2 separate regions of the Mus musculus genome follow, and region 1 is linked to region 2. A link is a contact called in public ChIA-PET data. All regions are on one chromosome and are shown on one strand. The core of a region is the stretch at or near the end of the contact, and the rest is flanking DNA. Distances in the headings are between cores, read along the strand shown.

Region 1 (5,972 bases), core at 1,863-4,362, 200 kb before region 2:
TGGCCTCTCCCATTTATTTTACAGTAACAGAATTTTCAGGATTTTTTTTTTATACCAAAGCATTTCTGTTTTGTAGTGTCATTGCAAATGCCACACTTCAATTTCTAGCTGCTCTTTACAGGGATGCAGGTGGCTCTGTAGCACACCTGTGTCCATCAAGCCTACTCAACTTGCTTTAGCAGCGGGTGTCCTTCACAAGGGAAATGAGGCTCATTTCTATCTCTAGTTTGCTGAGTTTGTCATGAATGACTGTGGGGCTGTCAGACATCTGTCTTCTTCATCCTCCTGTTCTCACTTAGGAGGCTGACTTTAATGCTGAGTGACTGATGGATGGGGTGGTCCATGTGCTTTGCCTCCTTAATACTGTGTGAAGGACTTGGGGTCCACTGGATAGCAGTCTGTTCTCTTATGACACATGGTTTTGGTATCAAAGTGGTGCTGCCTTTACACAGCATACTGAAGAGTCTACACCTCTATTTCTGTACCACACTCAATCCTTCTTCTTTAAAGCTTTGCCAGAAATGCCAATTGTGTCAGTCAGACTCCAGCTGCTGAGACCAAACCCTGACATGCACAGCACGACAGAAGAGCTGAGCCCAGGGATACTGCTCACGGCTGTCTTCTTGCACTTGGGAGGCTAAGGCAGGTGAATGCTACAAATTTGAGGGCAGCTGGAGCTACATATTGAGTTCCAGGCCAGCCGGGACTACACATGAATGGTTTATTTTGGCTCACATTGTCAGAGGTTTTGGCCCATGGTCATCCGGCTTCATCCATTGTTCCTGAGCTGTGTCGAGGCAGGGCATCATGGCAGGTAGCATGTCGTAGAACAGTGCTTCTCACATCGAGGTGGAAGAAGAGGCTGGAGATGGTGCATCTTCCTAGAGTGTGCCTCCAGAACTCACAAGGTTTTACCAACTCCCAAATTAGTGCCACTAGCTGGAAACCAAGGCTCCCAAGGGCATGAGCCTTTGGAGACGATACAATGCTAGCACAATCAAATGGTAACAACTAGTGAAACTAGCAGTTATGTTTGATAATGTAATATTTTAAACCACAAAGTTTTGTGAGTGATTGGAGGAGATGAAGGGTCTTTCTTTAAACAGCCAAGAGGACTGGAGTCAGGTGAACTGTGGTAGCTCATGGGTTAAAGGGCCCCGTCTCTGAGTTGTGTTTATGGTCGCAGTGGGGATGGTAGGCATGCTTTGCTACCCATCTCCCCTCATGTCCAGATCACACAGACTTAATTAGCACCAACATGGAAGTTTGAAATCAGAAGTGTAAGCCTTCTTGCTTTTTTATTCTTTTATGTCTTGTCTTCTGTTCTTTACATTTCCATAGGGACCCAGCATCAAACATGCCAGTTTTCAAAGAGAAAGAGCTGGAAATCTACAGATCTTTTTCAGGAACACCATCACCACCTTAACAACAGGTCTTCTGATCCACCGACATGTGATCTTGTTGTCTTTTGAGCAGGGTCTCACTAAGTAGATCGGGCTGGCCTTGAACTCACAGAGATCTACCTGTCTCTGCCTCCCTGTGTGAGATTAAAGGTGTGTTCCACCACAGCCTAGCAACCTTCTATTTAAATTGTGTGTATGTGTATTATATGAGCACACTGTCGCTGTCTTCAGACACACCAGAAGAGGGCATCGGGTCTCATTACAGATGGTTGTGAGCCACCATGTGGTTACTGGGAATTGAGCTCAGGACCTCTGGAAGAGCAGTCAGTGCTCTTAACTGCTGAGCCATCTCTCCAGCCATATATATATTCGGTTCTCTTTCTATCATGAGGTTTTGGGGCTCAAAGTCAGGCTGTCAGGTTAGTGGTGAGCACTCTTATACACTGAGCCACCTCACTGGGCCCTTCCTTACTTTCCAATTTGGTTGAAATTCCTCTTTATGCACACTCTCCACTTTTTTCCATTAGCCTCAGTATTTTAATTCATTTTTCATAAGGTCTTACTCTGTAGCCAGGGCATCTTGGGATTCACCACATGGCTAAGGTTGGCCTCAAACTCATGACAATACTCTCTGTCTGCCTCCCAATTGCTGGGATCTACAGTATGAGCCACGTGTCCTGTTGTGTGGTTTTTGTCTATTCAGTTATTCATACTCCATCTCTGTTAGCTCCAACATCTGGGCTGCCTCAGACTTGAGTCCCATTATGACTGGCTCTGTCTCTTGACAGTGCCTACCTGACAATTTTGGACTTTTTATAGTTTTTAAATGAATCCCACACTTAATGTGCAGAATGGCAGAGAGCAAGGTAAACAGCTTGGTCTCTTATGGCTGATGTGTGGAGCTGAGCTGGGCTCGCTTTATGCCCTCCCGTGGGTACCTCAGGGCTTCTGTGTTCTTCCTCCTCTGGTCAGAGGTCAGCTGCTGAGCCTCCTGCTGGGGCCAGCTGACCTGTTGGTGATCAGGAAGATCTCTGCTGCAGGCGTGGTGGCGCATGCCTTTAATCCCAGGCAGATCTGAGTTCGAGGCCAAGCCTGGTCTACAAAGTGAGTTCCAGGACAGTCAGGGCTACACAGAGAAACCCTGTCTTGAAAAACCAAAAAAAAAAAAAAAAAAAAAAAAAAAAAGGAGGATCTCTGTTGCAGAGCTGTAAGCAGGGCCTGTGCCTCAGGCTCTAAGGGTGGACTGTGTGGTGACTGTTCCCTCTCCTTTATGAGTCTGGATCAGTGACTTTTCTTTTACTCTTGAGTTTCCAGTGTCTGGAGATAGCAGCACCTGCTCCCTTTCCATGGTGGGCCTGTGAGGTGTGTCCTTGAGAAAGAGTGTGTGTGTTGGTGTCTCTGTCACAGATGCTGCTCCTCTCTGCCAGGCTCCTATCTCTGATATTGGTCTTCCTACTATGTCTTACAGGCCATGTCACATACACACACACAGGCAGTGCAGAGCAGCTGTACAAAGAGGCCCTGAGGGTGGGTCCTCTCCACTCAGTCTCTGGAGACCCATGGTTACATAAAGGAGTTCTCCCTGATGCGTCCAACCCTGTCTGACAAAGGTGCCTTCCTGTCCTTTCAGCCCTCGTGCTGCAGAGTCAAGAGCAGTCAGGACTCCACCCTACGCCACACTCACTTCTGGGGTGCAGTGACGCCTTTCCAGCTTTACCACAGCAGGACAACAGAATCAGCCTAGGGCTTCCTGCTTCTACACAGACTCAGAACTCACGCGTGAGGTGAAAGAGTGGCCTTGCAGCACCTTGAGCAAATGTAGTAAAATCAAGCTGAAGCTGTGTGTATTACGGTGACTTCATTTAGCCTCACAATTCCCATTTTCTGACTTCTTAATAATGTGCTCGGAGCCAGATTCATGGATGTGCATAATTATCCAAGAGCAGGAGCTGCACAGCACAAGTGCCTTAAGCCTTGGGTTGAGGTGCAGGGCTGTGCTCCGACACGCTGGCACTTTCTGTTCATGGTGCCCAGAGAGAAAACAGACTCTTTAATGTCTATATGGTGCCACCCAGTCTATGGATGTGGCATGTTAAATGAATGTTCTTAATTAATGTTCTGTTTTGGTTTGCAATTCTTGAGTATTATAAACAGTGTTACATGACACACCTTTGGACGAGCAACACGCACACATTTAGTGGAATGCCCTCCTCAGAAAGGCCACCGGTCTTGGGGATAGACACAGTCTGACAGCGTTGTCTGGCATCGTGGCAATTCCCTACTATAACAGCATCTTTAGATGTTTGCATTCTTCTCTCCTTTAGGAGGCAAGTTCTGGACAGAATCAGTGTTTGAAATTTGCCAACTCAGAGAAGAAAAACATTCCTATTCAAAACTAAATTCAATGTACAGGACAGGCTGTCACTAACATTGTTTTGTGGATCACACAGCAGATACTGAGCTGTGGAGTCCTGCACAGGAAGAGGGCTTCCATGGGTCCTATCGACCTGTATGCAATCTGGCCATGAGCTCTGTACACTCAGTCCTAACCATTAGGTGCTCACTGCTGTCAGTGATGGCTAATCCTGTCAACCTGATGGAATTCAAGATCTCCATGGAAACAAAGCTGTGGCATGACTAGAATGGATTATCTGGACTAGGTTAGCTGAGGTGGGAAGACCCGCCTTAGATGTAGGGATTTCAAGCCTGGGACCCTGGACTAAGGCAAAGGGGAAAGTGAGGTGAGCTCCAGCAGTCTCTGCTTTCTGACTGTGCCCCTCATTAGGCATTCTGTGGCACCGTGAGGCAATACCTGCTACACCACCGACACGTTTCCTCTCTGAAGCTGTTTTTGTTCCTTACACACCTCTGACACTCTTTACTCCTTGAGAGGCAGCCACAGCCTTACAACTTTGACTTCTCCCGTATGCAGGCCAGCAGCAGAAGGTCCTGATGCACCATTACAGCAACATGGCATGAGGGTTAAAGCGCCTTTCAAATAAGATAAAGCACGCCCTGCTTCCCCTCTGTCACTGCAGGCTGCAACCAAACAGCGCTGAGACGACGACAGGCTCGTCAGCACGGCAGGAAAACAACGTTTGCTTATTTGCTAAATGTTCCTTGTCACTTCTGTATGGGGCAATAGGCCCAGGGCAGTGGTTTTCAACCTTCCAATGCTATGACCTTTTAATACAGTTCCTCATATTGAGGTGACTCCCAGCCACAAATTTACTTTTGTTGCTACTTCCTAGCTTTAATCTTGCTGCTGTTATGAGTTATAATATAAATATCTGATATGCAGAATATCTGATATATCAGCCCCCAGGGGGTCACATGGGTTGAAAACCACTGTCCTAGGGGTTCTTCTTGGCCATTGTCTCTGCAGTGTTTGTGTCCCTGACTCCTGTGGTGGGAACTCTTACATGCCGTATGTACTGCAGGAGAGTACGGAGGCATTGGCCTATGCCGAGCTGAGGAGCCAGCACAGTACACACCGCACAGTAGATCCTTCCTAAGGATCAGGCCTAGCCATTGTCGCCAGCGTCTGAGATCTGAGGATGCTCACCCAGTGCCCTGTACTCAGCCATGGTGTGCTCACGCTAGGACAGTGCTTTGGGAACACACTGGCTTCAGTTTTAAGTCTAAGGGCCATGCATTCTGAGACCCCCGTGCCCTTCCCCGAGTCACCACACAAGGATGGCAGAGATCAAGTAATTGTCAATGTCTTCAAAGAAAGCTTCTCATTAGTGTCCCAGGGAGTCACCAATACTGACAGTCACTGCCACCACAGTGAGAGGGAAGCAGGTGGCCTGTTTCTATATTCTACATATTAACTTCCCCTGCCATAGCACAAACTGTCCTGGGAAGCCACACTGCTGGTAAACTGCTGGCCCACATGGCTCTACCCAGTGTCTGAGTGCCCCCACCCTGAGTTCTGGGCAGCTCTTGCTCACTGCACAAGTCCAGACCATGTACTTCCTGTCTTAACTGCTGTCCCAGAATCAGAAGGGCACGTTGTTCCCCTCTGTGAGGACAACATGGTACTGGGAAGTAAGGTCAGTGGGCAGCTATGGGCCTTGTCTTGTTCCTACAGCTTGACTCCCACACCTGGAAGATTTGCAGGCTGATTTCTTTACAATACTACCTTTCATGCTTGGTATCAAGAGAGCTACGGCAGAGCAAGAACCAGAAGACAGCTTTGCAGATCCCCATTGTCCCAGAGTACTCAGTCACCAAGCACAGCTCAAGGACAGGGAGGGAGAGCCTCACACTCATGTTCTCACTCTAACTCCAACACAGAGTTAGACCCTGCCAGTGAGAACACGGTGACATGGAGTGCTGGCAGGTTCTAGATGGTAGGGCTTTGCCTGTGCTTTCTTTGAGAAATCAGGAGGACTTTGGCTCTTTTGTCTTAGGTGTTGACACCTGCACCATGACAGCAGTTTGCTGTCACCCCCCAACAGTAAGCAAAGTATGACAGGAGCCACAGAACCCAAGGTGAGGCTGACTATAACGAGCACAGCCCCAACTCCGCTCATAAATCCCAGGCCATCTGCTCAGGTCAGCTGG
Region 2 (5,696 bases), core at 1,201-3,700:
TAACTGTGGCTCTGTGGCTCTGTGGCTCTGCGGCTCTGCCTCTGTGTGTATGTGTGTGAGGTTGCACACAGATGCCAGAGGAGGATGTCAAGTGTCCTGCTCTGTCACTCTCTACTTCATTCCCCTGAAGCAGGGCCTCTCCAGCCCTGCTTCTTACAGTACTAAAGTTATAGGCACACACAAGCACACACAGCTTTGACTTGGGTTCTAGGGGTTTAAAATCACATCCACACTCACACAGAGAATACCTTATATACTGAGCCATCTTCCTAAATTCAATGAAGAGACCCTGTCCCAAAATAAATAAAAATATCAAGTGAAAAGTGACTAAGGAAGACATCTATACACACATCAAAATAAATAAGTGTGGGTTTGATGTTGTGTGAATTTCTTTTTTTCTTTTTTCTTTTTTTTTTTTTTTGTTTTTGTTTTGTTTTGTTTTGTTTTTTGTTTTTTGAGACAGGGTTTCTCTGTGTAGCCCTGGCTGTCCTCGAACTCAGAAATCCGCCTGCCTCTGCTTCCCAAGTGCTGGGATTAAAGGTGTGCGCCACCACTGCCCGGCATATTATGTGAATTTTATTCCAATTATTTTCAATGTCTCCATTGAATTCAACTACACAAGGAGGTCCTGATGCTATGGTGACCAACCAGGTGTGCAGGCACCTCCGTGACATGTGGATCTTTTACAAAGTGAAGTCAAATAACATGGGAAGCGTTCAGAACCATTCCCTCCGAATCACTGCACAACTCCCCCACTCAGCAAGTTCTTGTTCAGCTGGGGAATAACTTTACAGCTTTCACAGTGGCGTGCAGTGAGCATATGGGGACTCCCTTTGGCACTCTCAAACTCAGCCTTCCCTGCCTTCTGCTTCCTGACTGTCAGCAGCTCCAGTTATACCATGACACCTGTACCAGCACCATGTGACCAGGCATTCTCAAGCACAGCCGCAGGTTCCAAAGCCCACCCAAGTAATAAAGGCATAGGTGCCAGAGGCTGGGTGAGTTATAGATTCAGTCTTCAGCAAGCATGGTTTCTTTGTCAAAATCTGTCAAACAGAAACGCTGACCTCATCGGGAGGGCAGAGTGGTGAGAGAGATCCTTGGGAGGCTATGAGGAAAGGACTGAGCCCTCTTTACAAGATGAGCAGCAGAGGTGGAGAGGTGCTTGCTCTTCAGACAATACTAGAGACAGGGAGACAGCAAGCAGGATGAGGAGGGTAGGTATGAAGGAACTCTCTGGGGTAGAAAGTTTCAGAGTGGCAGCGTGTGTGTCCTAGTGTGGCTTGGGGACCACTCAGGAAGAAGGCTGGGCATCAAGGACCCTCTGGGTGCTGGGGCTGACCTGCTCAATATTATTCCCATCAGCCCTCCACTTACCGTTTGTCTGTTTGTTTGTTCCCAAACAGGGTTTCTCTGTGCAGCCCTGGCTGTCCTCAGCCCACTCTGTAGACCAGGCTAGGTTCCAACTCAAGAGATGCCCCTTGCCTTTGCCTCCCAAGTACTGGGATAAAAGGTCTACACCACCATGCCCACCCCAGCTTCAACTTCCATTTTCAGTCTGAGAAGAATGAAGCAGTAGCACTTGAAGTCAGGGTAAAGGGCTAAAGAATGTCACTGTTAAATCTGGCCAGACCAAAGCCAAGAGTCTCTCCACAGCCGCTAAGCTACCTGCCCTCTCACCAAGGCAGAGACAGCAAGGCCGAGGGCAATCCTCAGAGCCTGATGCAGCACAGCAAGGGAGGGAGAGGAGGAGCAGTGGTGGACGGCTGGAACCTACTCTGTGCACCACTCACCCTTCCCACTGCCTCTGAGAGCGAGCCTTTGACACAGGGACTGCAAATAACGCCACTTTCAAGAAAGCTGGAGTCCCACAGCACTCTAGTCACACAGCATGATACATCCTGCAGGTGAAAGCAGACGCATCTCCACAACCTACCTTTCTCTAAAGTATGTGTAAGCTTTCAAAAGAATGGGTAGTCAAGAGATGGCGACTCCTTTGTGCTCTCATTAGCTAAAATGGCAGCTTAGGTTTGCAAGTTTGGAACTGGTTTTAGATCTAAGTTCCACATCCAGAGGGCTGTTGTAACACCGTGGCCTTTGGGGACAGGGCAAGACAGGAAGTGCGTGGGCAGGGCTGACTAATAAGCCTTTCGGCTGAAGAGCATCCATCGGAATTGTCCCTGAACATGCTGCATGGAAAGGCTGTCAGGCAAGAAGAGAGGAAAGAGGAGGGGAAACAGGCTGGTACAAGATTATGGCCAGAGCAGAAAAACATGCAAAATGTTTGTCTTGGGGACAGTTGCTAACATCTGGGCAGGAAGCAGCTAAGGGAGACTATCACAACACAATGGTTAACCCCAAGACTGCCACAAGACACATCTACACCATCTTACAAATTTAATGAGATCAGGGGCAAAGCGCATCACACAAGAGTTTGAATCATGTCAGTATGAGTCATTCAGCTACAATTCTGCCCGTGGCTAGGAGCCCTCACTTGCAGTTTGTCACAGAAACACAGACAGGTGGATCATGCCCAAGCTCTGGCTCCACAGAGAATCCAGCTATTTTGGAGGAAAGAGAAGGCTGCCAGCAGAGGAAGTCAGGAGGATAGCACAGTCATGACATAGGGGCAGCCTACAAAGGAGTGACATCGATGCCATGATAGTGCTGTGTCCAGATGGGCAGTACTGTTCTATCAAAATGTGATTGTCCCAAGCTGAGAGCCACCACTACTAGTTCAAGGCAGGCTACTCCACAGTGATCTCTGAGCACCCCCACTCCACCCCTGAGCTCCACTCGCTTCTTTTCAGGTTGTCCACATGCAACTCTGACGCGCTCCCGAGTAAGGCAGAGCACACTGACTTGCACCAGTACTGGTGTGCAGCACATCCCACTGTAAATCCCATAGAGAACACTAGGGTGGGGTGAGGAGGAGCACTAGCACCATCCGTCCCACCCCGCTCCTCCCTTAGAGCAGAGCAAGCATGTAGAGCCTTCTGACACAGGAACCAGGAGCAGTCCAGAGAAGAGGCTAGTAGGACCCCAAGCCCCTCTCGAGGGCTCTGAGGGTGTAGGCAGCAGGGAAGGAGAGAGAGAGCTGGAGCAGTACTCCATGCTTGACCCCTCAGGCTTCCCAACAACCTGCAGCTAGCCTGCTTAAGGGAGGAGGCACATAGGTCCAGCCCCTGCAACCCAGAAGTACGGACGTGCACATAAACACTAGGCTCTGCAAACACCTGTGCCTAAACCCCACAGGACAAGCCTGTAAACCCAACAGAAAGAAATGTGTCTGTCCCTGGCCACGTCAGCTCTACTTCCTAGAAAGCAGCTAACAAGGCATGTGTGCAGTCCAAGTGTACAACCCGATCACAAAGCTAAGATGGCTGCTCTTCAGAGGAGGAGTGTGCCCAGGAGCCTTGCTTTGCTGGAGAGAGACCCCACTTCCCAAGTCCACTGCTTGTTGAGAAGATCTATAAAAACATGTTTCATTCGTTGACTACAAATCCACTGTGACAGATACAAGAATGCACTGCAGAGGAGCTAAGATTTAAGACCTGCTGACTGCAGCCTCGGGAAACAGGAGTGTGTGGCTCCTACTGACCACTCAGCTCCCTGAAACGCCACGGTGACTGCACAGAGCCTTTGCCATTCATTCCTGCTGGCCAAGATGAGAAAGAGCTCCTACAGTTATGTGCACTCACAGCGAAAAGCCTGTCCCCTTGCCTGGCAAACAGGCCCGTTCAGTGGTCACCTCAGCTCCCTGCCAACTGTTACAGGTGCACCAACCCTCCTTACCTCCCACAGTAAACGGTAATGACTCCCACAGAACCTACCTGGGAGCCACAGGAGAGCTGGGACCTACCCCAGCAGAGTGCCTCCCACTCCATGCTTTAGGTAAAGGAGACCTGGCGAGTGCTCCATGTCAGCTACCTCAGCTCCTAAACTTGCATCTTGTGCTAAACTGCCAGCACCTCAATCTGTCAGGCAAACTCCTAAAAGCCCAAAAGCCTTTGCTCTCAGCTCCCATAAGACTTCCTCTTGAGGCTCATCATGACATAAGAGGGCTTTACTGGTGAATTTTCAACAGAAACCACGGCTGGCATTTTCCCTTTGCTCTCCTGCAAAGCTAAAGTCTATTACCTAAAGGTAATAAGGAAAGTCTTAAATGTAACTAGGAACAGACATTCCACCAGTGCAAACCGATAAACTATCAATCAGCCAGGCAAGGAAATACGGCCTAATACAGAGTCTGGCAGCCTCTGGAAATAAAATCACAATGGCTTCTCTAAATTCTTTACTGAACCAAATTCACCTTTATCAAAGTATCTGATTTTGAATAATCACAGCTAGAAAATGAGAAAATGTGGCAGCTGGGCACAAGCAATGCAATGGGCAGCATGCCAGGCACCCTGGCTCCTTAGGGTGCAGTCAGGTCTCTGCTCCTTCTGCTGTGGAGATTAACACTGCTGTTTGTTCCCACCCACACCAATGTCCAGGCCACAGTGACTTCAGCAAACATGAACGGAATGACCTCACTGCAGACTACCCGACCTCTGTGAGTGGTGCAATAAAGCATACGGAGGAAGAGAAAACTGAATCCAGGGTCTTTCCATCAGAGGTCTTGGAATTTAATAACATCCCTATTGTTTTGTTGCAGATGGCACATCAACCTCTCTTTATTACTGCAGAAATACAAGAGCTCTGTAGAGGACAATAAAGTGGTGCATGTTTAGCTTTGCAATGTTTCAAAGGATCCTGATTTACAGTTGGGGATCACACATCTGAGCTGTTCTGTGCAAATTTCCTCTCAGCATGAAGTCTGCACCTACTAAGAGGCTCTCATGGATATCAGGCCTCCTTACTCTGCCCTCAGCCATATGAGAGTATCTAAGCAGGAAAGCGCTCTATGCACACCAAGCTCTTTACAGTAAGTACATCCCCGCATGTTCTCCAGCCAGTCAGAGGCATACTGGTGACAACTGTTACCTTAGGCTTGTTTCTAAAATGGAGACATCCCACTAATGGTTCATATCAGGAAATTCTGAGACATTTTTAGCACGTGTAAATGAATTCATCAGTTCTGGCATTCAAGAAGAAATTAGTATTTATGGCTATAGTGTGGCTTCCTGGATATGGAGAAAGATGTTTGACACACAGCTTCTCGCTAAGCTGAAGTTCCACTGTACGGGGGTAGCCAACCAGAACCCCATCTCTCACCTTATACCATCTTTTCCTAAGCATCCTATTGTCTTGAAACTGTGCTCACCTCAAACTCTTTGGTGTCTCTAACCCTTGCTATCTCTAACCAAGTCTCCCTGACCTGAAACCACTGGAAGACTGCACCCACTTTTCCAGTGTGGATCCTCTACTGCTTCTTCCTAAACGAGACTCACATTATCATTCTGTCCAGGTCATTTACTGCATGTAAATGTGACCTGCCTTAAGTCACAATGCCGTGGAACAGATTTACTCTAGGACAGAGATTTAGATTTTAAAAGAACTAGAGAGCTGGCTCAGTGGAAGACCAGAGGACTGAGGTTCCATCCCCAGCACCCACACAGCTGCTCACAACCAGGATTCAGGGAATCCACTGCCATCTTCAGGCTTCAAAGGGGACTACATGCAGGCAAAACACCCAGACACAAAAAATAGTTTCAAGAAAAAAGAAACAAGCTGGGTATGGTGGCACATTCCTT

Evidence for each region. ChIA-PET counts read pairs in DNA pulled down with a chosen protein or histone mark.
Region 1: a contact with region 2 is called in an RNA polymerase II ChIA-PET map of effector CD8 T cells, with 6 read pairs. The contact joins two enhancer-like sites. A contact is called at or near these places in 2 of 484 Hi-C or Micro-C datasets (bone marrow-derived macrophages and spermatogonial stem cells), 3 of 115 datasets of contacts at active chromatin or transcription factors (bone marrow-derived macrophages, effector CD8 T cells and memory CD8 T cells) and 1 of 9 other capture datasets (embryonic stem cells).

What each region holds. Positions count from the first base shown.
Region 1 is chr11:119,874,416-119,880,387 of GRCm38.p6, reverse strand. The region is part of intron 24 of Rptor (regulatory associated protein of MTOR, complex 1); the gene reads right to left. Among named protein-coding and RNA genes, the nearest start is that of Chmp6, 36 kb to the left of the region's middle. Within about 2 kb of position 3,112, at least 16 of the 459 cell types and tissues checked have an H3K27ac peak or open chromatin away from gene starts, as enhancers often do. A contact at or near this core is called in effector CD8 T cells and memory CD8 T cells, where this site is marked.
Region 2 is chr11:119,673,760-119,679,455 of GRCm38.p6, reverse strand. All of the region lies in intron 3 of Rptor (regulatory associated protein of MTOR, complex 1), which reads right to left. Among named protein-coding and RNA genes, the nearest start is that of Rptor, 74 kb to the right of the region's middle. Within about 2 kb of position 2,450, at least 132 of the 459 cell types and tissues checked have an H3K27ac peak or open chromatin away from gene starts, as enhancers often do. A contact at or near this core is called in effector CD8 T cells and memory CD8 T cells, where this site is marked.